2 separate regions of the Hordeum vulgare genome follow, and region 2 is linked to region 1. A link is a contact called in public Hi-C data. All regions are on one chromosome and are shown on one strand. Each heading gives the region's core, a stretch centred on a gene start, on an enhancer-like site or on the middle of the called end of the contact. The rest is flanking DNA. Distances are from core to core; before and after follow the strand shown. Region 1 holds the start of LOC123443458 (phosphatidylinositol transfer protein 3-like). Region 2 holds the start of LOC123443459 (pre-mRNA-splicing factor SPF27 homolog).

Region 1 (6,212 bases), core at 2,214-4,713:
ATCATTAGATTGCATCTTCTTGTCATCCTCTTTCATTTGTTCCGCGTAGCTGCTGTATTCAAAGGTGGCTAGATTCCTTCCTCCGAATGCCGAGTCGAGCTTGTCCATGTCGAAGACATCCGCCATTATCTTCTGGCTCTCCTTATCGTTGGAGTACACAAACTTCACCTTCTTGCTAGTCTCATGGTCCAAGAATGGCTTCACTATCTGCCATTGGATTTTGTAAGTTAGGCAGTTTGATCTTACAACAATATAGTAGCTCAATAAAGAATAACAGTTACCAGTGCGGTCGTTCTTTTTTACCTCGAATAACCACTGCAATCTATCTAAGAGAAAATGAGACTGACAAATATGACTCGGTAATGATATTCCCAGCGTGCCCACGTTGTGGTTTATAAGTGCTTCCACAGTTTGGATTTTGTATCAAGGAACACAGCACACCACAATGGAATTTTTAACGGTTAATTCACACTAAAAAAGATATATTAGAGATTTAGAGGAGACCGCCAAATATGACGAAGTAATACAGCTAACATAATTAGAAAAGACAAATTGGTATTTTTAAAAAGAAGACAAATTGGTGGGATAACTAAAGAGCTGTGATCTGACTACAGAATTAGCAATAAAGCAAAGAACTGTCGAATACTGGCACAATAGTACTTCTTGAATGTAGAAAACAAAAAGCATAAATGTTGTTCACAGAGTAATCATGATAATTGAGGTTGTGCAACCGCTCACCTTATAGAAAGACTCAAATAATCTAGGAGGATTGTAAAGGATTGCAAGTCCCAATCTCTCGGGATAACAGTCTTGCAAGACACTCACGGTCTCCCGGGTCACCTTCAGCGGTGTGCTTCCCATGGTCCAGCCCTGGAAGTCTATCATCCACACCATCTTCTCCTGATCATCCGTCAGATTCATAATCGCTTTCTCCAGAGAGTAAACAAGATACTTAATCTGTTCCTTCCCCGAGGTAGTGTTCTGTTATATTCAACATTAAGCAAGCACAGTTAGAATAACCACTCCAGACTTCCAGAGTGATGTAGGATGAGATGAGAGTCAACACAAAACTAGTAGAAAACAAACACAGAGGCATCCCCATAATTTACACAATAAAGTAAATAGGCATAGAACAAAAACAGAAAAGGTAACAAAAACTGCTTCCCAAGATTCATGCATATTACGAAGAAGAAAAACATGTATGATTTACAAACAAACGTGAAATTATCTTTTGTGCTCGTATCTCCTAACAATGATTGAGTATTTGAGTATGAATTTTGAACTTCTTGAAGGTTGATAGATCACTCTGGGGCTCATACCAGCAGGGTTAACATGATAGCTCCATAATTGTGGTTCACAGTCGCTATGTCCTTTTCACACTTCTACGATTTATTCAGATCAAGCAACTCCAATATGATTCCAAAGATTATTATGTCAGAGGTATATGCACATGAATATATATAATCATGTTTCTTCATGGAAATACCAAATATACATCTTAAGTATCTTATGATGAAATTATTTCCAGATATTTACTCTGCAGTGAAGGAGCTAACCTCTAAGCCTGGCCTCAGAACAAGAACAGTTCTTCCAAGTTTGTCCTTGTAGTCAGCCCTATATATCTTTCCAGTCTCTGCTTCATGCGCAATTTCTTCCTGGATGTTGAAAGTATGAAAAGCTTATATTACCTTGAAAAACAGGAAATACAAGTAACTTCTGAAGTATCAAGAACAGTTTTCTTTCGCATTATAATGTTTTCAGCCAACAGTTCAGCAATATCAATATCATTTAATCAGCACAGTGGTGTGTTACTGTCACTGGCAAGCTTATTCCTCCAATACTAAACTTACTCTGCGTGCTTCTTGAGTACTGCCCGCTCTTCCAATTTCTCGGCAATTTTTAATTACACTGCTCTTTTGTTTTGCCAATAAATGCATGAACCTACAATCGAACATAAACATAAGAATTGGTTAAGCCATACATACCCAGGAAATCATTTCTGGCTTGTATGCTGCCCGCCACTTCACAGCTGATTTCAGCATTTTACTCGATTTCTGCACATTCCAGTTTCTAGCTCGAAGGAATCTTAGTATCGAGGCATCCGAAAGGAAACCCTGTATTGCTAGCGACGAGGGTTCTTCAAGTTGCTTTCGTACCTCATTTATCTGCTCGGTAAATAGAACAGCCAAATGGCCTTAGGATTAAGTACTTCGGTTGAGGCAAATAGAGCTCTAAAGTTGAAGAATAGTATCTTACTTTCTCTTGCTGTTCTTCCAGAGTCAAGGTTTTCTCTGTTGTACCACCATTGCTCGACTTCCATAGAAACGACATTTTGCTAACTAGAGGGGGACGACTATCAGATATGTAACTGAAACACCTGCAAAAAATATTATCACACGAATGACTGCGCATAAATTATCTCCATCTTTGCATGGGGAAAAGAACTGGCCAAGGAACAGAATGACAACTCATTAAGCCAGTGAAAATACAGGTAACAACGTAGTACAAAACTAACAAAATCTGGTTTGTAACTTATAGAACAAAAAAAACTAAGAAATTCATAATAAAAAAACGCACAGCTCCAAGAGCCACGAAAAGAAAAGAGAGGAAATTAACAGGATGAGCCATAAACCATGGGAACCTCTGAAATGGAAGGAACCTAGAGGCGCAAGGCACTAATTCCACTGTAACGTCGATTATAATATTGGTGCCTGATGGAACATCTAACGATCAAGACGCGATAACACTGTGGAATATCTAGATACGTTTCTCTCTGTACAACTGGATCTACTGATGCTACACGCGGCTGTCGGTGGGCTGAAGAACAAACAGGTCGAGATCAAGTGAACGCCAAAAAACTACCTGCGGTTCCTATCTTCCAGGAGCGTAACCAGCGCAAGAATAGCTAGAATTCGAGGGGAGGCAGATCGAAATCTACCAAATTTCCTCACATCCAGTCGACCAAAACAGAATTTGTTCTAGAACCGAGGGATCTAGAACTCCGCAAATCTACAAGCGAACCGGCCTCTATCTAGTCTAGAACCAAAGAGCACAGCAACAGTTCCCGCGTCTGCCTGAGCCAGTCGAACAGGAGGAACCGGGATGCAGGAGGCGGCCACGCACCTCGGGAGTCAGGATCCCGCTTCTCGGCGCCGGCGAGGACGGGCGACACGACACGCCGAGATCGCTCGCCAGGCACCGCACGTTCTCGGAAGGATCCCCCGTGAGGAGCAGCCGCGGAGGAAATGCGGGGCAGCTGAGAGAGCCGAGCGGTGGTGGCCTAGTGGGGGTAGGCGGAGGAGGGATAAAGCGGAGCGGGGGAGGGGGAAGAGTCCTTCGCGTTCGCGGCGTACGCGGGGCGTGCGAGACCGGGCGGGCGGGCGGAGGGGCGGAAAGTCGCCTCGCCACCGTGCGGCGGGAGCACCAGCCAGGCGTTAGCGCGTCAGCCGTCAGGTGTCGGCCGCAGCGGCCGTGGGCGCGCCGCGCGTCGGTTTCAGTACGGGTGGTCGGCAGGACTGCAGGAGGTGCCCCTCCATATTTTTCTTTTAGCGAGAGAGGTGCCACAAGGATTTGCAAAGTAGATGTAGTGTAAAAGTATAAAAAATATATATAACACAGACACGCATATACAATCAACCCTGTAATTGCATGCACGCATCCCAATGAAAACCTTTAAGATACGAGCCAGCGTAACATTTTAAGATTGACGAAGTCATCGCGGTTTAAAGACACTTTCATAATCGACGAGAACCTGTCAAAGGATACATCGCGAGAAGGCCTGAAATAAATAAATAAATACGATCATCACACCACAAGGAACATGATCATCTAAGCTATGCTCCGTTCTTAAAACAAGTAGCATATGTTTTTTTTGTAAAGTAAGAGCATCTACGACCAAACTCCTTATATCCGTCTTAAACACCTAGTTGGGTCGCATGTTAGTGACTAGTCATGAAATTTTGACCCTACCGAACGCCTCAAACGGGCCTCAAATATATGGGCTGACCAACATCTCTCATATTCAACCCAATAGGTCAGATATAGGGGCGCCCGTGCACGCCCGTCACGTCGGACACGACAGTCCGACCCCACCGCAAATTGCACCAAATTCATCCGGCAGAAATGCCGGATTCATTTGCTCCTTCTCTCTTCTTCCTTCTCCGCGTCGTCCGTCTCGCAGCTCTGTCGCCACGCGCACTTCGTAGTTGTTCCTAGCCTCTGCCCCGCCAGCTCCAGCAGAGCAGTCTTCTGTCCCATCCTCGTTGTGGGGGACGTCGTTGTCGGCTCGGAAGACACCGTGATACGTCCGGTAACTCTCTAGCTCCGCCTTGCATTGGATGCACATTGTCTGGCCGGATTTTTTGTGATTTTGTAGGGAAAATGATGGATTCTGATGCTTCGTCCCGCGGGGTGTATGAATCCATGGAGCTTGATCAAATGATTGAAAATCAGCTCTTCGCTTCGTCGGATTCAGACAAAGAAGTGGACATGATCATGCTTATGAGTACGCAAGAAGAAATGGACCGACAAGTGGAGCATATTCTCAATTTCATGGGCTCAATCAAAGGGAGAGGGATGATCAATATGGATAGAGTATCCAGAGCAAAGCTACTGCAGAAGGACTACTTTGCTCCGAACCCAACTTTCCCGGATGATCCATGGTGGCATCTTTTTTTCGCATGCGAAAACCATTGTTTTTACACACTTGGACGGAGTGGACGCACACGATGACTACTTCAAGCTCACGGGGGATTGCTAAGGTCAACTCTCTTTCCCAGTCAAGCAGAAGTGCACGACTGCTCTTAGAATGCTTGCACTTGATACTGCGGCGTGTCGTTGGTGAGATGGTCAAGATGGGGAGCGCACATACCGGAATACTACTATCAAGTTCGCCCGTGTTGTGGTCGTGGTGTTTGGAGCAGAGTATCTGAGAGAACCAAATGTGCAGGACACGAGAAGTTGTTGGCTATTAGAGAGGCAAGAGGGTCTCTAGGAATGCTCGGTTTAATTGATTGCATGCATCGACGCTGAAATAAGTGCCCCAAAGGTTTGCGAGGAATGTATCAAGGTCACACCAGAGAGATCACCATCATATTAGAAGCGTTGGCATCACATGACTTATAGATTTGGCAACAATTATTTCTTCCTTCTTAATTTTAATAGGTTCCTCAGATAGTTTTTCAATGGGAGGATGATATCTAAACCACTTCTCTCTGGGAAGATCAACATGGGTAGCAAAATATTCACAAAAAGTAGCTAGTATTTCAAAGTCAAGACCATATTTATTGTGAAAACTCATGGAAAGAAGTAGTTTCCATAAAAGATTTAACACAATCAAGATTAATCTTTATACCTGACTCTTTACCTTCGTCGAATTTCCAATCTTCAGAGTTGTGTTTAATCCTTTTCAGAAGATCCCATTTGAATTCAATAGTCTCCTTGATATAGGAACCGGTAGCACAAGAATCGAGTGATGCTTGATCATCATGAGAAAGTCGAGCATAAAAATTTTGTATAATCATTTCTCTCGAGAGCTCATGGTCGGGGCAAGTGTTAAGCCTCCCCCAAGTTTGATTGATACTTTCTCCTTCACGAGGCCAACAACTATAAATAAAGTTCCGATCACGATGAATTAGATGCATAGGATAAAACTTCTGATGAAATTCCAGCCTGAAGTGATTCCAGTCCCATGATCCAATATCATCCAATAGCATGTACCACATTAGTGCTTTTCCCTCCAAAGATAAATGGAAAATTTTTCTTCTTAACTTTCTCTCCGGGTAGACCTGAGAGCTTAAACAATCCACAAATCATATCGACATATATCAAATGATAATCAGGATGAGTTGAACTGTTATAAGGATTAGCCAACAGTTTCTCTACCATACCTGAAGGAATATCATAATAAATACTTTCAGTATGTTCAGTAGGTTGTGAAACAACTTTCTCAACTATCGTTCGAGGCGAATATGCCCCGAACAAGCCACTCAAAGGGTGAATGTTCATAGTGACAGGCAACAATAAATTTCAACACGTATAGAAAATGTTTCCTTACTAATTCCCACTTACCAAAGGTGCTTGACTCCCCGGCAACGGCGCCAGAAAAGAGTCTTGATGACCCCACAAGTATAGCGGATCAATCATGGTCCTTTTAATAAGTAAGAGTGTCGAACCCAACAAGGAGCATAAGGAAATGACAAGCGGTTTTCAGC
Region 2 (6,212 bases), core at 2,772-5,271, 420 kb after region 1:
TCGCAAAGATGTTTTCGACAAGATCAAACGGTTGACTATGATGAGACTTTCTCACTCGTAGTGATGCTAAAAGTCTGTTAGAATTATGTTAGTTGTTGATGCATTATTTATGAAATATTGCACGTAGGATGTCAAAACATTGTTTTCTCGATGGTTTACTTGAGCAAACATTGTATGTGATACAACCAGAAGGTTTTGTCGATCCTAAAGATACTAGCAAGTATGCAAGCTCCAGTGATCCTTCAAATGGACTGGTGCAAGCATCTCGGAGTTGGAATATATATACTTTGATGAGATGATCAAAGATTTTGGGTTTGTACAAGGTTTATGAGAAACTTGTATTTCCAAAGAAGTGAGTGGGAGCACTGTAGAATTTCTGATAGGTATATGTGGTTGACATATTATGGATCAGAAGTAATGTAGAATTTCTGTAAAGCATACAAGGTTGTTTGAAAGAAGTTTTCAAAGGAGTACCTGGATTACGCTACTTGAACGTTGAGCATCAAAGATCTATGGAGATAGATCGAAAGCGCTTAATAAGAGTTTCAACAAGATGCATGCCTTGACAAGTTTTTGAAAGAGTTCAAAAGAGATCAACAAAGAAGGAGTTCTTGGTTGCGTTGTGAGGTGTGAATTTGAGTAAGACTCAAAACCCGACCACGGCAGAATAAAGAGAATAGACGAAGGTCGTCTTCTATGCCTTAGCCGTAGAATCTAAAGTATGCCATGCTGTGTACCGCACCTGATGTGTGCCTTGACTCAAAGTATCTTGAGAGGTACAGAGAGTGATCCATGATTGAATCACTAGCAGCGGTCAAAATTTATCCTTAGTAACAAATGGACTAAGGAATTTTTCTCGATTATGGAGGTGGTTAAAGAGTTCATCGTAAAGGGTTACGTCGATGCAAGCTTTGACACTAATCCGAATAACTATGAGTAGTGAAACGGATTCGTATAGTAGAGTAGATATTTGGAGTATTTCCGAATAGCACGTAGTAGCAGCATCTATAAGATGACATAAAGATTTGTAAAGAACGCACGGATCTGAAAGTTTTAGAACCGTTGACTAAAACCTCTCTCACGAGCAAGACGTGATCAGACCCCATAACTATATGGGTGTTGGATTCGTTAGAATCACATGGTGATGTGAACTAGATTATTGACTCTAGTGCAAGTGGGAGACTGTTGGAAATATGCCCTAGAGGCAATAATAAATTAGTTCTTATTATATTTCTTAGTTCATGATAATCGTTTATTATCCATGCTATAATTGTATTGATTGGAAACACAATACTTGTGTGGATACATAGACAAAACACTGTCCCTAGTAAGCCTCTAGTTGACTAGCTCGTTGATCAAAGATGGTCAAGGTTTCCTGGCCATAGGCAAGTGTTGTCACTTGATAACGGGATCACATCATTAGGAGAATCATGTGATGGACTAGACCCAAACTAATAGACGTAGCATGTTGATCGTGTCATTTTGTTGCTACTGTTTTCTGCGTGTCAAGTATTTATTCCTATGACCATGAGATCATATAACTCACTGACACCGGAGGAATGCTTTGTGTGTATCAAACGTCGCAACGTAACTGGGTGACTATAAAGATGCTCTACAGGTATCTCCGAAGGTGTTAGTTGAGTTAGTATGGATCAAGACTGGGATTTGTCACTCCGTGTGACGGAGAGGTATCTCGGGGCCCACTCGGTAATACAACATCACACATAAGCCTTGCAAGCAATGTAACTTAGTGTAAGTTGCGGGATCTTGTATTACGGAACGAGTAAAGAGACTTGCCGGTAAACGAGGTTGAAATAGGTATACGGATACTGACGATCGAATCTCGGGCAAGTAACATACCGAAGGACAAAGGGAATGACATACGGGATTATACGAATCCTTGGCACTGAGGTTCAAACGATAAGATCTTCGTAGAATATGTAGGATCCAATATGGGCATCCAGGTCCCGCTATTGGATATTGACCGAGGAGTCTCTCGGGTCATGTCTACATAGTTCTCGAACCCGCAGGGTCTGCACACTTAAGGTTCGACGATGTTTTATGCGTATTTGAGTTATATGGTTGGTTACCGAATGTTGTTCGGAGTCCCGGATGGGATCACGGACGTCACGAGGGTTTCCGGAATGGTCCGGAGACGAAGATTGATATATAGGATGACCTCATTTGGTTACCGGAAAGTTTCCGGGCATTACCGGAAAAGTTTCGGGCTCATCGGTAGTGTACCGGGAGTGCCGGGAGGGGTGCCGGGGACCATCGGGAGGGGTGTCACGCCCCAAGGGGTCTCATGGGCTATGGGAAGAGATAAACCAGCCCCTAGTGGGCTGGAATAAGTTCCCACTAAGGCCCATAAGGTTTGAGAAGGAAAAAACACAAGGTGGAAAGAGTTTCCAAGTGGGAAGGTGGAATCCTACTCCAAGTAGGATTGGAGTAGGACTCCTCCACCTCCAATTTCGGCCAAACCTTTGGGTTTTGAGGCTGCCTCCTCCCCTCCCTCCCACCTATATATACGGAGGTTTTAGGGCTGATTTGAGACGACTTTCTCACGGCAGCCCGACCACATACCTCCACGGTTTTTCCTCTAGATCGCGTTTCTGCGGAGCTCGGGCGGAGCCCTGCTGAGACAAGGTCATCACCAACCTCCGGAGCACCGTCACGCTGCCGGAGAACTCTTCTACCTCTCCGTCTCTCTTGCTGGATCAAGAAGGCCGAGATCATCGTCGAGCTGTACGTGTGCTGAACGCGGAGGTGCCGTCCGTTCGGTACTAGATCGTGGGACTGATCGCGGGATTGTTCGCGGGGCGGATCGAGGGACGTGAGGACGTTCCACTACATCAACCGCGTTCACTAACGCTTCTGCTGCACGATCTACAAGGGTACGTAAATCACTCATCCCCTCTCGTAGATGGACATCACCATGATAGGTCTTCGTGCGCGTAGGAAAATTTTTGTTTCCCATGCGACGTTCCCCAACAATGGCGGCGCGGCAACCGGTGGCGAGGCGATCTCCCTCCCCGATCCAGATCGGGGCGACGGGAGCGGAGGCGCTCGGCGGGGCTGGCGGCCAGAGGGCATGGCGGCGCGGCAACCGGTGGCGAGGCGATCTCCCTCCCCGATCCAGATCGGGGCGACGGGAGCGGAGGCGCTCGGGGGCGGGGCTGGCGGCCGGAGGGCAAGGCGGCGCGGCAACCGGTGGCGAGGCGATCTCCCTCCCCGGTCCAGATCGGGGCGACGGGAGCGGAGGCACTCGGCGGCGGGGCTGGCGGCCGGAGGGCATGGCGGCGCGGGTGGCGAGGCCATCTCCCTCCCCGATCCAGATCGGGGCGACGGGAGCGGAGACGCTCGGCGGCGGGGCTGGCGGCCGGAGACCGACGGGAGGCGGCCGATGGTGGCTCACTGGCCGACGGGGACGACGGCAAGCGGCGGCTGGGGCTCCGGCTGCCAGTGCCCCTGCGTGCCAGAGGGGATGGGAGGAGAAGGGCGTTTTGCACAACTCGTGCATGCATCCAAGGAACAACCGAATCCGACGTAGCTCTCAGCCTGGCTGAGAGGGTACTTTTTGCATCCGTTAGGCCAGGCCGAGATGGTCATACGGTTTACCAAACAAGCTGAAAATTGCATCTCGGATGCCATGCAGGTGCAACGCGGGTAACCAAACACGCCCATAATGTCGGTGGGATGGATATATGGGTCGCGTATAAAAATTTTATGGACTAGATTTCAATTAACGGATCTGATCGGACCTAAAATAAGAAATTGTAAAACGGTCAGAAATTTAAGGGCTGACGAACTCTTACGAGATCTACTAGAGATGTTGTTGTGAAAGAAACTTTTTTTTTTGAACGAGTTGTGAAAGAAGCTTGTTTTTTTAAGGGTAGTGAAAGAAGTTTGTTTTTCTCGGGGTATTGAAAAGCCGTCAAAGAACTGGGCCTTAAACGCCCGCATCTCTCTCGGTTGGAAATATTTAATGACCCACGTAGCCCCAAAACGTAAAGCGGCCCATGCGCCTTGAGCTTCTTCCTCCAGCCCCATTGCTCCCCGACGCGACACCCTAACCTACCCCGCGCCCGCTCTCTCTCTCTCGCCTTGCTCGCTTCCGCGGCTACCTGCTCGCGCGCGGCCGCCGTGATGGCCTTGCCGGCGACTAGGGAGGTGCTTATGCTGGAGGCACCACCGTCCGAGGCTGCGGGTGTGCCTTGGCGCCCGCCTCCGGACGCTGAGACGGTGGACGCGCTGCCCTACATCGACGGGGACTACGGCGACCCGGCGGTGAAGCGCGAGGTTGACCGCCTCGTCGAGGAGGAGATGCGCCGCGCTCACCGCAAGCCCGCCGACTTCCTCCGCGACCTGCCCCCCTATCCCATCATTGGATTTGAGGTGGGTTCCTGCGCCCTCTCTATTGTTGTAGAACGCTGATCTAACGCTTAGCGTTCGTAGGAGACAATTAGGGCCAAGCCGCCAAATATTTATACCTGTATAGTAGTACTACTTAGAAGGGATGCACTGAGGTTTTATTTCCTTTTTTATTTTAGCTTTTGGAGTTTCGACATAGTGTGTTAATGTTTAGGTTGTTTCCGAATTATTTCTGGAAAACAGCTCTTTCGAGGACTACATATTCAATTGGGAGCTGTAGGCTAAGAGGCTGCCTTATGCAATTGGGAGCTGTAGGCTGATACGTTGTCATATGCAACTGGGAGCTGTAGGCTGATACGTTGTCATATGCAATTGGGTGTTTTAAGTAGAACTGGTCTGAAATAATTTCCCCCTGTCGGATGTGTACGTGGGGAATAACATTGCAGAATACCACATTCACTAACCCATAAGAAAGGACTCAACTATGTTTGGTTCACTCTTATATGGTCGGTGTATACTTCTGAAGGAACCCAGGTTACCCATTATACCATGATAAGGATATCTTATGTTCTCAATTTTTCATTCAACTAATTACTCTCTACTATTGCTATAAACCTATATCAGACAATTTAGTTGAAAAGTATTTCACAAATTTGATTTCAAGAGCAAATTACCGCTGGATGTTTCCCCTATCAACAGTGAATAGCTGTTTTGACGGGGTCAACATTGAACCATTGAAGATGAAATATGCACCATTGAAGAACAACGCTATGAATGCTGCCTAGTGTAATGGATTTCTGTAAAACATGAAGTAATTCTGTTGTATTGTTTGATGAAGATTGCTGTTGAATTTTTGGACTCAGTGTAGGCTGTGATGTTGCTTAGCTAGGAAGTTCATTTCTTTCCTATTGTAATGGCTGGAGAAAAGGCTAACCTTGCTTAAAATAATTGTTTTTTACCGAAAAAGGGTTTCCCCCCGCTTTGTATTCCAAAGCAACCAACACCGTACAGTGAACATTGCTGGGGTGAACAGCACATCAAGCCCAAAAAAACAAAAAAGAAACAACTGCCAACAACGGCAGCTCGAGAAGGAGCAGATGACCCGGCACCACTGCGCCTTCCGGAGACAAACAACCACAGCCCGAGGCTCCGATCCGCCGCGTGCCAAGCAGCACCTCCAAGAATGGATGCGACGTCGACGACGCTGCTGCCCGGACGAGTCCTAGGGCTTCCCCCGGCACACGGAAGGAGGTAGGGGATGGCTACCACTGACACCCTCCAGGAAGGAATGGTGGCACCCGCCGGTGTCGCCGCATCGGAGCCGGACGAATATTATTGTTTTTGACTTTTTTCGTTGTTGCATAATTCCACTTATAAGCTGGAAGTAGGCACTTAGGATGTGTTTGGTTTGAGGGACAGGCTAGAGTGGTTGTGGGTATCCCCAACCACCTGGTTAGGGATAGCCCTTTTTTTGTTTGGTTGGGTGGGTGAGGTTAGCCCTTTTTTTTGTTTGGTTTCAAGGATGAAACATGGTTGAGGATAGTCATTGGAGTGTTTGGTTTGAGGGATGAATAAGGGATAGATCAGCAATACATGAGTAAACACACACAAGCACACCTCCACATCATGCACGCAAGCACACCACACATCGAGCACGCCTCAACAGGATGCAGCAGCACACAAGTCCTGTTTCATCGGTGGTAGGAGATATAGCAGCACGGTGGCCGGAAATACAATAGCAGGAGATACAGCACGCATGATGTGCATGCATGAGCAGAAAATACAGCAGCAGAAAGATCGATCCAGCTTCATGCACGAAGTCGCCGCCCCGATCTCAATCG

Evidence for each region. Hi-C and Micro-C count contacts between places; a contact is called where the count stands out from the background.
Region 2: a contact with region 1 is called in a Hi-C map of seedling, with 2.3 times the contacts expected there. The contact joins the promoter of LOC123443459 here to the promoter of LOC123443458 in region 1. A contact is called at or near these places in 1 of 6 Hi-C or Micro-C datasets (seedling) and 1 of 1 datasets of contacts at active chromatin or transcription factors (embryo).

Annotation. Positions count from the first base shown.
Region 1 is chr3H:186,047,089-186,053,300 of MorexV3_pseudomolecules_assembly, forward strand. It overlaps LOC123443458 (phosphatidylinositol transfer protein 3-like), which reads right to left and starts at 3,464. Exons shown (of 6, transcript XM_045119832.1): 1 at 3,124-3,464; 2 at 2,257-2,377; 3 at 1,986-2,165; 4 at 1,557-1,655; 5 at 739-981; 6 at 1-207. The coding sequence starts at 2,331.
Region 2 is chr3H:186,464,576-186,470,787 of MorexV3_pseudomolecules_assembly, forward strand. It overlaps LOC123443459 (pre-mRNA-splicing factor SPF27 homolog), which reads left to right and starts at 4,022. Exons shown (of 7, transcript XM_045119833.1): 1 at 4,022-4,395. The coding sequence starts at 4,147.